Linked DNA regions of Mus musculus: region 2 is linked to region 1. The links are chromatin contacts, called in public promoter capture Hi-C maps. All regions are on one chromosome and are shown on one strand. The core of a region is the stretch at or near the end of the contact, and the rest is flanking DNA. Distances in the headings are between cores, read along the strand shown. Region 1 has its middle 8.0 kb from the start of Sox13. Region 2 holds the start of Fmod (fibromodulin).

Region 1 (3,859 bases), core at 483-2,982:
CAGCCTGCTTGTTACCCCAGCATGACATTTGGATGTAAGTGGCTGGAGAGATGGCACCTTCATTAAGAGCATTTGCGGCTCTTGCAGGGGACCCAAGTTCAATTCCCAACACTTATGCTCACAAACATTTGTAAGACTAGTTCCAGGGAATCTGACCCCCTTTTCTGACACCTCTGTGCGCTCCAGGCATCCACGTGGGGTACACATATGCAGGCAAAATTAAACACATACATACACATAAACAATAAGTGTGATGTAAAAATGTACAGAGTTGTGTTTCGGTGGTGGGAGGCAGATGGGGGCGGGGGGAAGAGGGAGAGGGAGAGACAGAGAGAGAACAAACGAGAACACATGTACAGGTCACAGTCCAGGCCCTAAGAATGACCAACCCTCAGTTCTTCATAGCTTCATAGCGACTAAGATATGAAGGATAGGGTGGACGTTTTTTAGAAGTGGTGTGTGTGTGTGTGTGTGTGTGTGTGTGTGTGTGTGTAATGTGTTAGGGGGTGGTATGTGTTGGGTCGTCCCATTGGAAGACAGAGATGACTGTCACATGGAAAGCAGAGAGCTGTTTGTTTTTCTAGGGTCCAGGATAGGATGTGGGTGTTAGGAACACTCCAGGGCTGATTAATATGGTTCAAATCCTGTACTGATTTATTCAATGTGGCCTGTTTTGCTCACCATACCTGTACTAATCACTGCAACATCAAGTTTTGCAAAAAGAGTTTATTTGTGAGCGGCCACACAGGAGGTAGGAGCTTCCAAGTTTCCAGTATGCCTCCCCAAGGAGAGTTGGGGCATTTCCGTGGTCTGAAGCATGGAGAAATGTGACAGGTATGGTGCCCTTAGCAAGCATGCCTTTAATCCCAGCACTTAGGAGGCAGAGGCAGGCAGATTTCTGAGTTCAAGGCCAGCCTGGTCTACAAAGTGAGTTCCAGGACAGCCAGGGCTATACAGAGAAACCCTGTCTCGAAAAATAAAAAATAAAAGAAAGAAAGAAAGAAAGAGAGAAAGAAAGAAAGAAAGAAAGAAAGAAAGAAAGAAAGAAAGAAAGAAAAGAGAAAAAAAGAAAGAAAAGAAAAGAAAAGAAAAGAAAAGAAAAGAAAAGAAAAAGAAATCCTGATCTCCTGAGGTCAAAAGGTCACCAGCACAGGCCCAAGGGAAGGGAGGCAGGGGTGCCAATCCTTGTAAAACAAGACAACAGAGCATCTGTAATTCTCACCTCCAGGAGAGTATTTGTTTGGTCAGTATTAACAAGACCTGATATCATCAGATAAGCCCCTCTAGGTGGGCCTGCCCAATCTAACCCAACCTGCTTGGTGGCTCCCTCTGAGCTTAGACAGCAGAGGACCAGACAGGTGCTGGAAGCCGGCAGGGCAAAAGCAGACAAAAATCCCATCCTTCCTCCCCTTCCTGCTCCTCCCTTCGCTTTCTGTTTCAGCACTTTCTCAGGAAACTGCCCCTGACTAAGAAAAGCCATTCAGACTTTCTCTGCATTTAACCCTTTCATGCCTTCCAGCAGAGCTATTGGCTTGTGACATCACTAACCTCAGAAGTTAAAGAGAACATCCATCAGGAGCCTTGAATGCCTGGGTGGTGCAACTGCACCATTTTAGGAGCTAGCTGCATGCAAAGCACATTGGAGATTGGAGTGGTGGTCCACTCCGTAATCCCAGGATTTGGGAGGTGGAGGCTGGAGTGTTCACAATGGTCAGTAGGCTCTGGATTGGGTGTTTCCAGTATCTTGGCATCTTATTCAAATGATTGAAATAAAGCTGAGTGCTTGCTTTGGCAGCACATACAGTAAAACTGGAATGGAAAAAAAAAGGCAAACACAGATTGCAAAGTATTAAGGAAACAATTGAAAAGCAAAAAGATAGTACAGACAGCTAAACTATGGCAGTCACTCAAAGTAAGAGACCACTCTATGGCTTGAAGTTACTACCTAGGGCTTCTTTTACGGGCCTCTTAGAGAAGGAGAGACTTAGTTGTTAAGGAGCATAGTTGGGTAGACTTCTTTATGACTGATAGCAAATGCCTGTTGCCAAAATGCATCTTTTGCTATTATAATAAGAACAGGAGATTCTTCCTAAAAGTTCCCTAAAAGTTCACAGTTTGCCTTGTGCATACATCTAAAACCAGTTCAGGCCAGATCAGCCAGCCCCTTACTACTGATATATTGAAATAGAAACTATACTAAAGTGAGGAGACAGCCTGCCTCGATTTTAGGCTTGAAAGCCATCTTATAGTAAAGACAAACTAGGTTCCCTCTTATTTATGATTAAAGATGTTTCTCAAGAATTGGGTTATGCCCCACCTATAACCTTAACTACAAATGACTCTGTACTGCCTGTTCCAGGACACGGCAACCATGACTTTGTTTCAAAAGGTTGTTATGAGCATCTACCTTTGTTTCAAGAAGTTATTATAGTCACCTGTTGTTATGACTACCTTGTTGTGACCACCCTGTTGTTCTGATACTGTAACCCCACCTATTTTGCCTGCCAAATCCCCCTTTTAGAACCCCTATCTCTGAGCTATAAAACCTTGTTTCCTTACACACAGTGCTGAACCCCACCTTAGGAGAGACAGCACATATACACATATAAAAAGCTTGTTTTAATTAATTTAGCCATGATGATTTGGGTCAGTGGTCTTTCTCCTTGCATCTTTGAGATTAACATTAGAAGACTCCTAAGTGGTTGTCAGGAACAGAGAGACATGTTCAAAGTGCTGCTCAATGCAGGTTGTTAAATATATTGTCAGGAAAGGGCATGTGTACATAGTACACGCAGGTGGAGATCCAAGGTTACCAAGTGAATTGTTAACCAAATGGAGTTCTAGGTTATTAAACCATGCCCTGTACTTCTCCGTCTTAGGAAGATCAGGAGTTCAAGGCCATTTTTAGCTACATAGAGAATTTGAGGCCAGTCTGAGCCATAAGAAACCCTGTTTCAAAAACAAAACTAAATAAACCAAATATACAAACACATTAGAAAAGGGCTTAATGCATGATTCACACCTTTAATTCTAACTCTTGAGAGGCTGAGGCAGAAGGATTGCCTCTAGTGTGAGACTAACCAGGGCTACACAGTAAGTTACAGACCAATCTAAACTATAGTAAGACACATTGTCTCAGAATTCTAAACCAAATGAGCAAAACAAAAACAAAACCAAACAAACAAAAAAACCTAAACCACAGCAGAGAGGTGCTCCCTGATGCCAACTTAAATCAACCCTTGAGTAATTATTATTTTTTAAAAGAGTTGTTCTGTTTTATTTATGTGTGCATATGCAGGTGCCCACAGAGGACAGAAGAGGATAACAGATCTCTTGCAGCCACTGGATGTGAGTCTGAATACTGTTCTCCTGGCAAGAACAGTAAGTACTTTTAACTGTTAAGGCATCTTTCCAGATTGGGTACTTATTTGTTTTAAAACTTTATTTATTTTATATATATACTGACACACATAAAATACATACACTGCAAAAGTGCCAGATCTCTTGGAGCTTGAGTTGTAGATAGTTGTGAACCACCATGTGGATGCTGGGAATGAAATCCAGGTTTTCTGCAAGAGTAGCTACTGCTCTTAACCACTGACCCATCTCTTCGACCCCCTTGGATTATTTCTTTGAGCATCTACTGTAGACTCTAGAAATTAAATGACACAGAGGGCAGATGAGATCCTCCTTCACAGAGCTTACAGTTTGAAGGGGAGCAGGAAAAGACAAAAACAAACCAGAAACAAAGTAAGTGCCCACTGTGGGCAACCTCTAGGGATGTCTTGTGCACTGTGTATTAAGATGCTGAGTTCTGTGCCCCAAGATCAGGTTGCAGTCTGGACATTGGCATTGTACT
Region 2 (4,213 bases), core at 999-3,498, 600 kb before region 1:
GACTTCAGTCTTTCCAGACTGGGAACCCAGTATGGCTCTAATGATTGTCTTCTGGGCTGACTGTACTGTGTCTGGCCTGGTCTGCGTCTCTCTTCTGTGGTCCTGAAGACTGAAGGACTTCACCCTCCTCTCACCCACCATGGGGATGGCAGGAGCCATGTGAGAGGCGATTGAAATGAATTAGGGACACTGAGAACTGGAATAGAAATGGAAGGGATGGAGGGAATCCAGAAGGGGCATTTACTCCTCCTTTTTGAGACAGGGTCTCCCTACACAGCTTTGGCTCTCCTGGAACTCACTAAATAGACCAGGCTGGCTTCGAACTCCCAGAGCTCCACCTGTCTTTGCCTCTTGAGCGCTGGAGTTAAAGGCATGCACCACATACGAGGTGTACCTTCTTCTCTTCTAAGCTACCTCCTTCAAGTGATGTCACTTGGCTTTCCAGGCTCAGTTAGCACCCACGCTGCTGAGGAGTCTGTTGCATTAGAGCTTGCTAGCAAGACAAGCAAGGCATGCTGGGGCCTCCAGGAGGGAACCTGCAGGTGTAGATAGATGGTGGGGAGCCAGGGGTGTCGTGTTTGACCTGGTTGCTATGGCCAGAGCACTGCATAGTCCCCGGGAAGAGGGGGACCTCCCAGGTCACAACTATTAAGACAGAATATTTAGAATCTTTCCTGGTGCTCTCACCGCCGGGCTGTGCTGGGATTGACAGCTGTGGACAGGACAGTCCTATGAATTGATGAGAAGAGACCCAGCTATGACAGTCCAACTACTCCGTTTCTGAGCAGCATCTCTGTCATGCCCTTCTGTTCCCTGAAACAGTTCCCTTATGACTTTTCATCCCACAACTCCCCGGATGGCTCAGGACAGGCACTCTGGCTCATCCCTGGGCAGCCACAGTCCCTGAACAAAGAGCACCAGTGTTTCTGAGGAGCAGACTCAACTGCCCAGTGCCTAAGATGCTGACTGGTTCCTGATTTGGGCCAGGAGAGAAGACGGATGGAACGGCCCATTGCCAAGAGAGCATTTTTCCATGCACAGCCCTGGGCTGCTGCAGGACTGACCAAGGTGGCTTTTTAGAGAAGACTGACACACTAAGCCTCTGTCCATTTTGTCCCTCTTCCAGACTAGGCACTTTGGCAGAAGGGGACTACCTTCCTCTTCAAGGTTCAGCTTTCCATGGGGCTCCATGCCCAGCCACAGTGGCCTCCCTTCAGAGTATGACTGCTGGAAGGGCTTAGGAGGAGTGCAGGCCCGTCCTTTCCCCACCTGATCTAGAATGTGACTTCAGGGCTGCACACCCTTAAACTGTTTCTTGTCATGCTAGAGACCCTCTATTCAGTGTGAAGTTTCCAGAAGTGATTCTCTCAGACTTGGAGATCCCGACTCGGGAGCTACAAATGTACCATTTTGTTTCTTCAGTCTGGGGAAACTCTATCAGAGGTGAGGTCAAACTAAAAAACCATATTCTATCCACCACTCCGTCCATGACTCCTTGGATCAATTCTTTATTCTCTCCTCTTAACTCCAGCAACACATGTTACATACACAAAGCTTGCCCTCTAACATTTGGGCACAATGCCCCTCTCTAAGAGATCTCTGGGACATCCAGAGACTATTCTCCAAAGTGCCCCAAGTCCTAGCATGTTGAGACTCATAGGTAGCAACCAGGAGACTTTGCAATTTTCTTCATGTTTTTATGTCAGTGAAAGAGAGGCCCCCAATACCCACAGGGAGCTGTAGGAGACAGGGAACATGCAGCCCCTGCCGTTGCATCTCTTCAGCATCCCTGGGAGGCATGGACCAGTTGGGATTAATAACCCATCTCTGCCCACTCTTCTCCCAGCCTTGTCCTTCCCCCTTGTTTCTCTTTATAGAATTGCAAGGGAGCAAACCTAAAGAAATAGGGCTGCACTTACCTTGGGTTGAACTGTTCAGAGTGACCACGTCCTTCTGTCTGGTCTCCTTGGGTTGGAGAATGTGGCAGAGAGGGAAGAGAGGAGTGAGCGCCTACGGAGAGTGTGCAAGTCTGTGCCAGGCCAGGGCCCGCCCCCAAATTCCTAATCAAATATCTCAAAGAGGGGCTGAGGAGCCTAAGCTGGCTTTTTCAGTCCTGTAAGGGGCGGAGCTCACACTCAGCTCTGCAAAATTCCGTCCGACCCAGGCTGTAAAAACCACCTTCTTTCCACTGGGTTATCTTCCCTGGAGCATTGGCAGCCTGAAGTCTCTTGCTGCTGAATAAGTTAGCGATGCCCCAGAAGTTATTTCTGCAGTCTCTTGTGCGGTGCCTGGGTTTCTCATTAAACCCATAAAGTAGACACAGGAGAGGGAGGGCCAAGGTTTGGAGAAAGAACCTTTTAACTCTTTCAGCAATCTTGGTCCCCTCCGGGAGTCTGCACTTATCTTTCTTGGCTCAAGCACCCCTTGTAGCCAGATGTCAGACTAGTGAGTGGGAGAGCATGCTGGCTGCAGGAGGGCTTGGGCTGGCTCAAGTTCATGGCGACCACTGAGACCTTTCTGCCACGGGAACAAATGGAAAATCAGGGACTCTAACTATTGCTGTTATGCCTTTACGGATGTGGAATACCTAAGCCAGGGGAAGACGAAGCTAGGGGGATGGGATGGCATTAGACAGTGAAGGGCTTTTAAGAGCACAGAAAAGATTTTAGCTTAAATGTTTAAAACAGTGTTTGATAAGGGAGGCTCACTGGATCTGATTTACCCTCTGACAAGGTTTTATTTTATTTTATGTGTATGAGGAGTGTTTTGTCTGTGTACCATAGGCATGCAGTGCCCATCGGCACCAGAAGAGGGCGTCAGACCTCCTGGAACTGGAGTCAGAGAGGATTGTGAGCTGCTATGTGGGTGCTGGGAGTTGAATCTAGGTCTTCTAGAAGAGCAGCCAGTGCACTTACCTGCTGAGCTGGAGAAAGTCAAACAGGACTGTCTGGATTTTAATTCAGCCCTTAGGTGGACAATAGCACCACTACACAATGTGGAAAGAGACAGAAGACTGGAAAAATCTAAGTTATACTTTGGGTATGTAAGGATAGATGCCATTTAGAAGTTCCAGTGAAGAGGCAGACAGGCCACTGCGTCTGAAACTGAATTTGGAATTGAGGGACAAGGGGGAAAGCCCTTGAGAACCACGAGACTGTGGCTTACATTGAGTCTAGTTAGCTTAGATGAGCTCTTAACTCTTTCCTCAAATTCTGGCTCATAGCCACACTCAAGAAGCACCCTTTAATTTAAAGAAATACAAAGAGGTTAAACTCTCAGAATGTCTGAGTTTGGAAAGTTTAGAAGTGTCTGGGCAGATGGGACTTTGGGTCAAGTTGTTGTTAGTGCAAGGCTGCCAGGAAGGGGCGTGTCCCCCTACTCTAAAGGCTCTGCTTTATAGGGGCTGGAGAGATGGCCCAGCAGTTAAGAGAACATGTGTGCTCTCCCAGAGGTCCTGAGTTCAATTCCCAGCAACCACATGGAGGCTCATGACCATCTATAATGGGATCTGATGACCTCTTCTGGTGTGTCTGAAGATAGTGACAGTGTACTCACATACATAAATAAGTAAGTCTTTTTTTTTTTTAAGTCTGTTTTGCATTTGTCTTCTCTTTTAATGAGCACTGTGCCATTTTACGCTGGAAAGAGGACTCCTGATGCAGAGTGACTGTCAGGGAAGAGGCACAAAGAGTACGGGTGTGGAGTTCAGTCTACACGACTTCACAGCACACAGTTTTCTTAAACTCAGGGCCGGGGCAGGTCGGCAGGGTGGAGGGGTGAAGGGCATTCTGTTCTCAGGGCTGGGCTCATGTATGGTGACACTCAAATAATCATAGCTGTCTGCTGTGCTGAAGCCAGGGCGTGGAGGGATAAGAGGATGCTGAGGGACAGGGCTTCCTGTCCAGACATATATTTTATTTACATTTAGTAAAGAGCAGCATCCACCCTGGGTCACACATGGTCCTAAGTGATGGAGACACAGAGGCCTCAGGATAATGCATGTTCCCAGTAAAAGCATGTCTGACCTTGTCAGGAAAACAGAAATGGTATCAGGAGTTGGAAGGATAGTTCAGAGGTTAAGAGCACTGCCTGTTAACTCTTGCAAAGCATCTCGGTTCAGTTCCCAGCAGCCGCTGGCAGCTCACAGCTGTGACATCAGTTCTAGGAGCTCTAACACCTCCTTTTGGCCTCTGTAGTCACCGCACACACATGC

The links. Promoter capture Hi-C pulls out the DNA fragments that hold promoters and counts their contacts.
Region 2: a promoter capture Hi-C map of trophoblast stem cells shows a contact between it and region 1, with 6 times the contacts expected there. The contact joins the promoter of Fmod here to the enhancer-like site in region 1. A contact is called at or near these places in 6 of 39 promoter capture datasets (the C10 cell line, the HPC-7 cell line, hippocampal neurons and 3 more) and 4 of 115 datasets of contacts at active chromatin or transcription factors (craniofacial prominence, embryonic hindbrain and embryonic stem cells).

The regions. Positions count from the first base shown.
Region 1 is chr1:133,430,289-133,434,147 of GRCm38.p6, reverse strand. No RefSeq gene overlaps it. Among named protein-coding and RNA genes, the nearest start is that of Sox13, 8.0 kb to the right of the region's middle. Within about 2 kb of position 1,732, at least 8 of the 459 cell types and tissues checked have an H3K27ac peak or open chromatin away from gene starts, as enhancers often do.
Region 2 is chr1:134,035,289-134,039,501 of GRCm38.p6, reverse strand. It overlaps Fmod (fibromodulin), which reads right to left and starts at 2,248. Exons shown (of 3, transcript NM_021355.4): 1 at 1,920-2,248.